Linked DNA regions of Sus scrofa: region 1 is linked to region 2. The links are chromatin contacts, called in public Hi-C maps. All regions are on one chromosome and are shown on one strand. The core of a region is the stretch at or near the end of the contact, and the rest is flanking DNA. Distances in the headings are between cores, read along the strand shown. Region 1 overlaps NBEAL2 (neurobeachin-like protein 2). Region 2 overlaps CCDC12 (coiled-coil domain-containing protein 12).

Evidence for each region. Hi-C and Micro-C count contacts between places; a contact is called where the count stands out from the background.
Region 1: a Hi-C map of retroperitoneal adipose tissue shows a contact between it and region 2, with 1.6 times the contacts expected there. The contact joins two enhancer-like sites. A contact is called at or near these places in 2 of 5 promoter capture datasets (fetal liver and liver), 27 of 47 Hi-C or Micro-C datasets (adipose tissue, alveolar macrophages, blood and 15 more) and 2 of 2 datasets of contacts at active chromatin or transcription factors (alveolar macrophages and skeletal muscle).

What each region holds. Positions count from the first base shown.
Region 1 is chr13:29,863,750-29,868,168 of Sscrofa11.1, reverse strand. NBEAL2 (neurobeachin-like protein 2) reads right to left here. Exons shown (of 55, transcript XM_021068700.1): 15 at 4,355-4,419; 16 at 4,138-4,257; 17 at 3,593-3,914; 18 at 3,290-3,372; 19 at 3,084-3,176; 20 at 2,734-2,908; 21 at 2,471-2,610; 22 at 1,938-2,097; 23 at 1,603-1,705; 24 at 1,283-1,436; 25 at 1,028-1,186; 26 at 681-840; 27 at 435-520; 28 at 1-269. Among named protein-coding and RNA genes, the nearest start is that of NBEAL2, 19 kb to the right of the region's middle. Within about 2 kb of position 1,423, at least 8 of the 83 cell types and tissues checked have an H3K27ac peak or open chromatin away from gene starts, as enhancers often do. A contact at or near this core is called in retroperitoneal adipose tissue, where this site is marked.
Region 2 is chr13:29,797,466-29,801,502 of Sscrofa11.1, reverse strand. All of the region lies in intron 4 of CCDC12 (coiled-coil domain-containing protein 12), which reads left to right. Among named protein-coding and RNA genes, the nearest start is that of CCDC12, 47 kb to the left of the region's middle. Within about 2 kb of position 1,517, at least 8 of the 83 cell types and tissues checked have an H3K27ac peak or open chromatin away from gene starts, as enhancers often do. A contact at or near this core is called in retroperitoneal adipose tissue, where this site is marked.

The DNA.
Region 1 (4,419 bases), core at 174-2,673, 67 kb before region 2:
GTGCAGAATGGGGAGAGAGCATGGTAAAAGCTGTCCGGGTCGGGGGAGGGAGCCTCTGAGGGTAGGAAGACGTCCGAAGATTCAGGTGACTCAGTGGGTGGCTTGTGTAAGGCTGGCTCCGGGGAGGTGGGTGGCTCGGGGGAAAAGGGCAGGGGACTCCCGGCTGTGACAGCTTCCACGACAAACAGCCGGGTCAGCACATCCTGCCAGCCAGCCTGTCGGGCCAGCAACCGCACTATGTCTGGCTGTCCATAGATGAGGTGAAAAAGCTGCCGGGCCAGGGCATAGCAAGTGAGGGACTCATCCGATAGCCTGCCCCACTCCCTCCTCCTGGGGCCTTTGAAGGAGAGGCCTCCAGAGATCCCTGGTCACAGGCAAAGTGAAGTCCTCAGGGTAGACACCACCCCCCGACAAAGCTTTCACCTCCCACTCACCTGACGACAAACATCCAGGCGGACGCTGAGGTCAGCCTGGAGGGACAGCTGCACCACAGCCAAGAGATCTGAGAGGTTCAGGCAATCTGGGAAGATGGCCAGAAAGGGCCTGAGTGGCTGACCACAGAGGGGAACTGTGATCCCCTGTTGGCTCAGTCTTGGCCCCTGAACCAACACCTTCCGTACTCCCACCTGCCATTTCCTAGATCTATGTCGCCCCTCTACTTGGCCCCAACCAGGTAGTACCTGCCCCCAGGAACAGCTTGTAGAGGCCCTGGCAGAGCTGGGGGGAAACGGCCCCCTCCGGCAGGCAGGCAATGAGACCCTGAAGACCACACTCTCGCAGCCGGAGCCGCTGGCGGCTGCGCTCAGGTAAGCGCTCATTCTGCTGCAGTCTGCGCAGGATCTGTGTGGGGGTGTCATCGTGGGGAAGGAGTTACTGTAGAAGGGTAAGTCACCAAGCAGATGTGTGGCTCTGAGAGTAGCCTGCAAAGGCAGCTTCATCTGCCAGTCTGAGGCCTACTGCACCTCCCTGGACTCAGGCAAGGGTCCCAGTGAATGGGATGCCAGGGTTGGGAGTCAACTGGGCATACCTTGCAGACCCGGTCAGGCAGCGAGGGTGTGGACCTTGGCCGCACCAGCAGTGCCAACAGCACCTCAAGGTTCCCTGGCTCCAGCAGGAAGATGGCCAAAGATTCCTGGGCTGGCAGGCTCTGTAGCAGTGCCAGCAGCAGATCCAGCACACCCACCACCTGGGGATACAAAGTCTTACACTGAGCTGGGCCTGCACATAGTGGTCCACGTACTACCCCTCACCCAAGCCTCACCCTCACCAACCTCCAGCCTACCTGGCCATCATCAACCCCAGCAGCCAGGAAGTTCAGCACCACCTGCAGGTCATCAGAGGAAGAGCTCCGCACCAGGAATTCCCGCACCAGGCCGAGGAGTGACGTCTGCACCGTACGCAAGTCATCCGCCGCTAGGGGGCGCTCCCGCTGCAAGCTGGGCAGGTCCCAGCAGGCACACGTGCCCAGGCCCAAGCGAACAGAGGAGCATAGAGGGGAGAACAAGGAAAGTGGGCAGGTAAGCTGGGGGCTTGAACAGCCCTGTCCCCAGGCCAGAGGCTGCGGTGTCTTCCCGCGGACCCATCTGCCTCTACCAGGCTCACCTGTAGTGGGTACGCAGGGCATCAAGGATGAACTGGACCCCATACTTCTTCCGCAGCTTCTGTCTATGCTCACGCACGATGCTGGACACGTACTGGATGTGGCCTAGGTGGGCATCAGCTAGATGGCTGATGGTCACCAGGCTGAGCTGAGTCCTTTCTATCCTCTAGGACAGGGCCATGACTCTGCCAGACCCCACCTGGGGAGGGTCATGTTCCCCTTGGGCATTTCAGGGCAGATAAGTCCCTCAGTTCACCCAGAGCAGGGTTATAACTTCTCAGAACCTCCACCAGCACCCTGCCCGGCCATGTCCCCACATCCAAATCCCCACACCTACCCAGGCGCACAGCAAAGTCACTGGAGGTCCAAAGGTGAAAGTTGAAGAGCAAATGCTGGTAGAGCAAGTATAAAAGGGGCCCACTGCCCTCCGCTGCCACCAGCTCCATCAGCAGCTGGGCAGACATGAGCACATTCATGTCCATGGCCCAGCTGGGGACCTGGGTGGAGAGAAGCTGGGGTGAGATGTCAGGCCCTGCCCACCCACTCCCAGACCTCCCCGCTTCCACCCTGCCCTGCACAGGCAGACAGACACAAAATCCTGCCTGCCCAAGACCTTTCAGTGGCTCCCTGCTGTCTCTAAAGTACAAGTTCCCAGCCGGCTGTGCAGGTATCCTGTCCCTGCCTGTGCTGGTGCTTCCCCCAGACACTCTCAGCCAAAACCTGCCCAGCCTTTTAAGGCGCTGCTCAAATGCCAACTCTCCCAGGAGGCCCTCCCTGACTGATAGCATCAGGTTCCCCTTCTTGGTCCCTCCAACCAGTTCCGTGGTCAGACCAAGCAGCCCCCACCCTGGCTGCGCCAGCAGGCCCCACCTTGCGCAGGAGGGCCCCGATGATGGCAGGCCCCTGGCACTGCACCAGGCTCTCCTGGTTCACAGCATGGCCCTGCAGGAAGTTCCGCAGCATCAGCAGAAATGCAGCCACTGCATTCCTCTCCATCCGCTCCTCTACTGCTACCAGGAAGGGGACAGATGTGTATCAACTGCCTGCCAGTAGCCATAGAGACCTCAAGCACTCCAGCCCCTCACAACAGCCAGCAGACCTTCTCCCCTCAACTTGACACCAGGGATACTTACCTGAGGACTTGCCTAGTGGGAGAAGCAGGCCCTGGAAGTTGTGGCCAGAGGTCAGTTCAGGCCCCACAAGGTCATGTGTTTCTGCCGGACCTGCCTCGGCCTCTTGGGGCTGTGCAGCCACTTGCTCCAGCAGGGGAAGCAGGGCGCCCATGCCTCCCACACAATTCACCACGTCCTGGGGATGGGGGGCCATCATTAGAAGGCAATGCCCAGCCATTTCCTGCCCTTCTCCACTGCAGCAGACCCTCCAGCCTGGGACCTCAGGGCACAGTGCTGCTCCCCAGCCCGCCCTTTACACACAGGCCCAAGCTCATGATTCCTACACATGCTGCCCGCATGAACACACACACCTTCACATCCCAGGTCTCCACTCTGTGGCCCGTGAGGCGGCCATCCAGCCCGTGGCCAGGGGACAGGTCCAGACAAATGTTGTTCTTACAGGCCTAGGACAGTGGATGAGAAGGCAGCAGGGGTCAGTGGAGGAGTTGGAGCCAGGGGGTACCCAGGTAGCGAGGTTGAACCAAGTGCCCTCTGCCGCTGCCCCCACTCCCCATACCTGAGGTGAATAATGGAGGAGTAGCTTGGTGGCAAGCTCATGCAGCTCACCCTCAGGCTTGAAGGGTGCTGTCTCATTCGGCCCTGGGGGGTGGGCAGAGGACTTCAGACCGGGCTGGGCTTCTAGTGAAACCCTATCCAGAGTCTGCCTCTTCTCTGCCTGATCAGAGAACAGACCCTCAGGGATGCCTTCTCCCCAGCAGACTCCTAGTTTCTGGCCTGGGCACTTTATAAGACCCCATCGCCTGGGACTTGGGGCAATGGGGTAGGGCTGGGGCAGGGCAGGGGGGATGGTGTTGCATACCCAGGTTACAGAGGACCCGCAAGGCTTCCACCTGCAGGGCTTCATGGAAGATGGCCACAGCCCCTAGCTCGCCCTCCAGGGATGTGGGGCTGCCCCACCGAGTGTCCTGTGTGCCTGCAAGGGTAGAGCTGATGCTGCCCTCCTGCAGGGGGGCCACCAGCCCAGATCCCCAGCCAAGCCCTGTGGTGGCCGGGACAGACTGGGAGCGGGTGAGGGAGGGGTGCGTGTGAGCCAGGGCAGCAGGGACTGATGGCGCAGGCAGCCCCGTGGTGGTGGTCGTTGTGCGGTGCCCAGCAGAGCCGATACAGCAGGAAGAGAAAGGCTGTGGGGTCAGGGTTGGGAGAGTGGTCAGGTCACAGCAGAGCCTGGGGTTCTACCTGTATCTAGTTCCTCAGTGACCCCCAAGGCTGCACAGACTCCAGAGGCTGAGGGCTGTGAGGTGGTGCGATGGGGTGGGGGAGGGGAAGGAGACACAGGGGCTCCAAGTCCACCCTTGTCCAAGTCCCCCAAGCTACCTAAACCTCCCCAAACCCCACCTGGCACACCTCATTAAGGGAGGGGCAGCGAAGGGTTGCTGTCTTGACCAGATGGCCATCTTTGTAGACATAAACCAGGTTCTGGCTGAAGGGCCGGCGCCCAGGCACATGGACAATGGCCACACAGTGCTAGCATAGAAGCCACAACATCAGGCCATAGGTTGGGACCCACGCCCCCTCCACGTCCCCCCCTCCCCCTCAACGCCATATAAGGAGGAAGGCTCACCCAGGTAGAGTCCAAAAAGGACACTTCAGGCAAGCTCATGGTCAAGTACTCCTTCCGGGTGCACA
Region 2 (4,037 bases), core at 268-2,767:
AGAGCCACAGCGACGTGGGATCCGAGCCGCGTCCGCAACCTACACCACAGCTCACGGCAACACCAGATCCTTAACCCACTGAGCAAGGGCAGGGACCAAACCCACAACCTCATGGTTCCTAGTTGGATTCGTTAACCACTGCGCCACGACGGGAACTCCTGAATAATTTCTAAAACTCCCTTCTGCCTCTAGCATCTGTGACCCACTGTGACTTTAGAGGCTGAAGGAAGGTCCTGGCAGCTAGAAGAACTAAGAGAATGAGATTGAGGGAGGGAGGAGTTGGAGGATGGTGCTGTAGGCCAAACTCCTGGAGTGGGAGGGTGATTTTTTTCTCTCAAGGTACCCTGAGGGCCCAGAGCCCTGGCTGAGCCACCTGCAATCCTGGACAGGACCTATAGTCACTCTGTCTGACAGCCTTTGGTCTTCCTCAGCAACTGCTGGTCCCTGTGGAGCCGGGGGAGAGGTGCACCTCAAGGCCACAGAGACTTGGGTTTACTTTCTGGCTCTGGCTTTTCCCTCACTCAAAAACCTTGTGCACATCCATGACTCTGTGGACAGTTTTCCACATCCGAAAACAGCCAGTAGCCACCTCCACCTTCTGTTGAAGGGTGGACCTGAGGACCAGTGAGTGGAGAGTGTTCCTGTTGAGAAGGAGGCATTATCCCATTCCATACTGCCTGTGCTTTGGGGTGGGGCAGGGCAGCAAGGCCCGGAGGATGCAGGAGCTCCAATGCCTTTTCCTGAAACTCTGAGAGTGTGTTTGCCAGGGGGCGCTTGGGAGGCTTTGTCTATGTGATGTGGCCCAGGCCATCATGTAGTGAGTTCTTGTGTCCTTCCTCCTGGGATGGGATGGCAGGGTGGAGATGGAGCTGGCCAGATCGAAGGGGAGGGAGCTTTTATTGTCCTACCTCTGTACCCTGCCCCAGAGTGAGGCCAGAGTTGCCCTTCTGAGGAACAGCTGGAAGGCAGTGTCCTTTGCCTACGAGTAGGGAAGCCACTAGACTCTTCAGAAGTTTCATTTGCTGTGAAGCCAACCAACCATCAAGTATCCTAAAATTGTTGACCACCCACCAAACAAAAGGATCCCTCTGTAGCCCATCTATTTCCAGTGTCTGTGTTCCATCCTGACCTTGTGCTTTGCCTACAGTGAAATTTCCATGTGTTCTGATTACACTGTCCTGAGCTGTCCCCCTCTTGTCTTGGCAGTCCCCTGAAAGGGTGCTTGCAGCCTGCTCAGAGGGACTCTGGCAGAATAGAATCTAGGGGCTATTAAAAATTATGAAGCCTGGGAGTTACTGTCATGGCTCAGCAGAAACGAATCTGACTAGCATCCATGAGGATGCAGGTTCAATCCCTGGTCTTGCTCAGGGGTTAAGGATCCAGCCTTGCTCTGAGCTGGGGTGCAGGTTGCAGATGTGGCTCAGATCCCATGTTGCTATGGCCGTGGTGTAGGCCAGCAGGTACAGCTCCATTTGACCCCTATCCTGGTAACCTCCACATCCCGAAGGTTTGGCTCTAAAAAGACCAAAAAAAAAAAAAAATTATTATGCTGCCTGAAACATTTGTATGTAGAACATTGTGTTTTTCCTGTCCCTGTTTTGTTATTGTTTCTATGGAATAATTCCCTTGAGCAGGATTATGGGGTCAGAAGTTTTTGACATTTTAATGGACCTTGAAGAAAGTGGCCAGATGAGCCTCTGGAGTTGCTGTCTGCACTGTTTGAGATGGTTGCCTCTCACCTCATTTTCACAGGCCTCTGGGGTCTGGCCAGTGGTGGCAACCAACAAGGCGTTGTTACTTATGTTGGGGACATGGGGTGAATGTCCAAGCACAGAGCCTAAAGTACACAGAAGGTTACTAGGTGTATGTGTATGTTTCCTGGAAGAGCTCTGTGTTTCTGTACTCTGAGTGTTCAAACAGAAGGGCCTCTGTGATCAGAAGTGCTGGTCAGAAGTGCTGCCCTCCAAGACCCTGGCAGGGCTGTCCTGGGCTTGACTTTCCCTGTGGTTTGTTACTCTGAGGAGAGCTTCATGATCATGCTCTCTGATTCCCGATGGGCTGTATGGGAAGGAGGGACCAGGTAGCCACATAGGGCGGACCTCTTCTCTGGAAGCAGGCCACTTGGAATGCCCATCCTGTCTCTCTCCAGGGGTTCAGGCAGGGGGATGTGTGTGGAGGGGCCCCATAAGCTATGGGTGAAAAACAAAGCTCCTGTCCCAGTATGTCCCATCAGGTCATACTGATGCATGAGTGAGCAGGTGAGGTGGGCTAGGGCTAGGAAACCTCATGGGCAGAGTAGACTTTCAGGCTTGCTTGCCTTGAAAGGGTTGGACCAGATAGTCTGGAAACTTCCTTCCTCTTCTACATTCTAGAACTCTACTCCGAGTTTCCTATTTTACAGAGAAAACCAACGTTCTCTTCTGAGTGGCACGTACTCAAGGTATGAAAAAACACCACCAGGAGTGATTTCCTGGAATTTCCAATCTCCCTGGCCTGCTCCCACCTCACAGTGGTCCTGTTACCTGCTCTGATTGGGCACTTGGTCTCCTCAGACCCCTGGAAGACCTTTTTTCTTTTTTTTTTAAGGGCTCGACCCATGGCATATGGAGGTTCCCAGGCTAGGGGTCCAACTGGAACTGTAGCTGCCGGAGCCACAGCAACATGGGATCTAAGCCGCGTCTGCAACCTACACCACAGCTCATGGCAACATCGGCTCCTTAACCCACTGAACAAGGCCAGGGGTCAAACCCGAGTCCTCATGGATGCCAGTCGGGTTTGTTAACCGCTGAGCCACGACGGGAACTCCAAGGACGTTTTCGATATAAGGAGACTCAATACAATATGACTGGGCATCACACAGTTGCTTTGCCACAATGACAACAGAAGGTGCTTAGGAGTTGACTGCCCTGACCCAGCCACATTCCTACCCTCTTTGCACCTCCTGGGCACAGCTTCTTTGCTTCCTGTGTTGACTTCCCAAGCACTAAAAGGCCCAGAGAAGCCCAGGCTACCCATAAAGCTCTCTCCCAAGTGCCTCTCTGAATTCCTTTATCCAGCTCCGAGCAAGTATGTGCCCAACCCCTCCTAGAGTGCTGAGTAGTATGTGCCAACACTGGGTCTCTAGGAGCTTGTGGGGGGCAGGGCATGCAGGACAGACATATGGCCACGTGCCCAGGATGTGATAACTGCTGGTTAGAGGGTAGAGAAGCATGTAGGGCAAAGAGGGGCACAGGAGAGGAATAGTCAGCTGTCTTGGGGTGTGTGGGGGACACTGGGTGAAGAGGAGGGGCTATCCATGGTGCCACCTTGTTGAGCTAGCTCTTGGAACCGATGGGCTGGAAAGTGTGTAGCAGACAGGGCTGGCAGTGACTCAGGGGACCTTTGATTGAAAAATAGCCTGTAGAGACTGATGAGGGATGAGGCTAGGACTGTGTTAAGTTTAGACTTGTGTGAGGGACACAGAGGTGGGGGGCGGTCGATCAGAGAGGGTGAGTGTGGAGGTCCTCAGGAGGTCACTGTGTCTTCCCCTCGTGCGAGAGACAGCAAGGCTCATCTCAGACAATGGCTGCCTACACGGAGGGAACTGAGGGTGTCCCAGGGCCTTTGATAGCAAAGGACAGGGTCCTAGAAGGTGCTGGGCTCACTGTGCTACCCTTCTGCCCACAGGCACCAAGGTAAAAAGACCCCAAAGCATAGCTTGGTCTCTGATTTCCTTTGGCCACAGTACAGCCTGGCCCCAGGCCACAGAGACTGGGGGCCTCTGAAGCCTGGGCACAGTGGGCTACATGGTACAGAGCCCCCCACAGTGCCCTGCTCCTGGAAGTCAGTCTCACTTATGTCCCCTCTAGCTGTTTACTCTTTTTTTATGTTTTCTGTTTGTAATTGGTTGTTTTTTATGCAGAAAAATAATTGATTACATTAGATAGTCTGGAAACCACTAAAAATCAAAATAAAGCAGGTAAAATCACTCTTAGATAATCACTAAACTTTTGGCTATTTTTTTCTATCTGTTAAATTTCTATTGAATGTTCAGAACA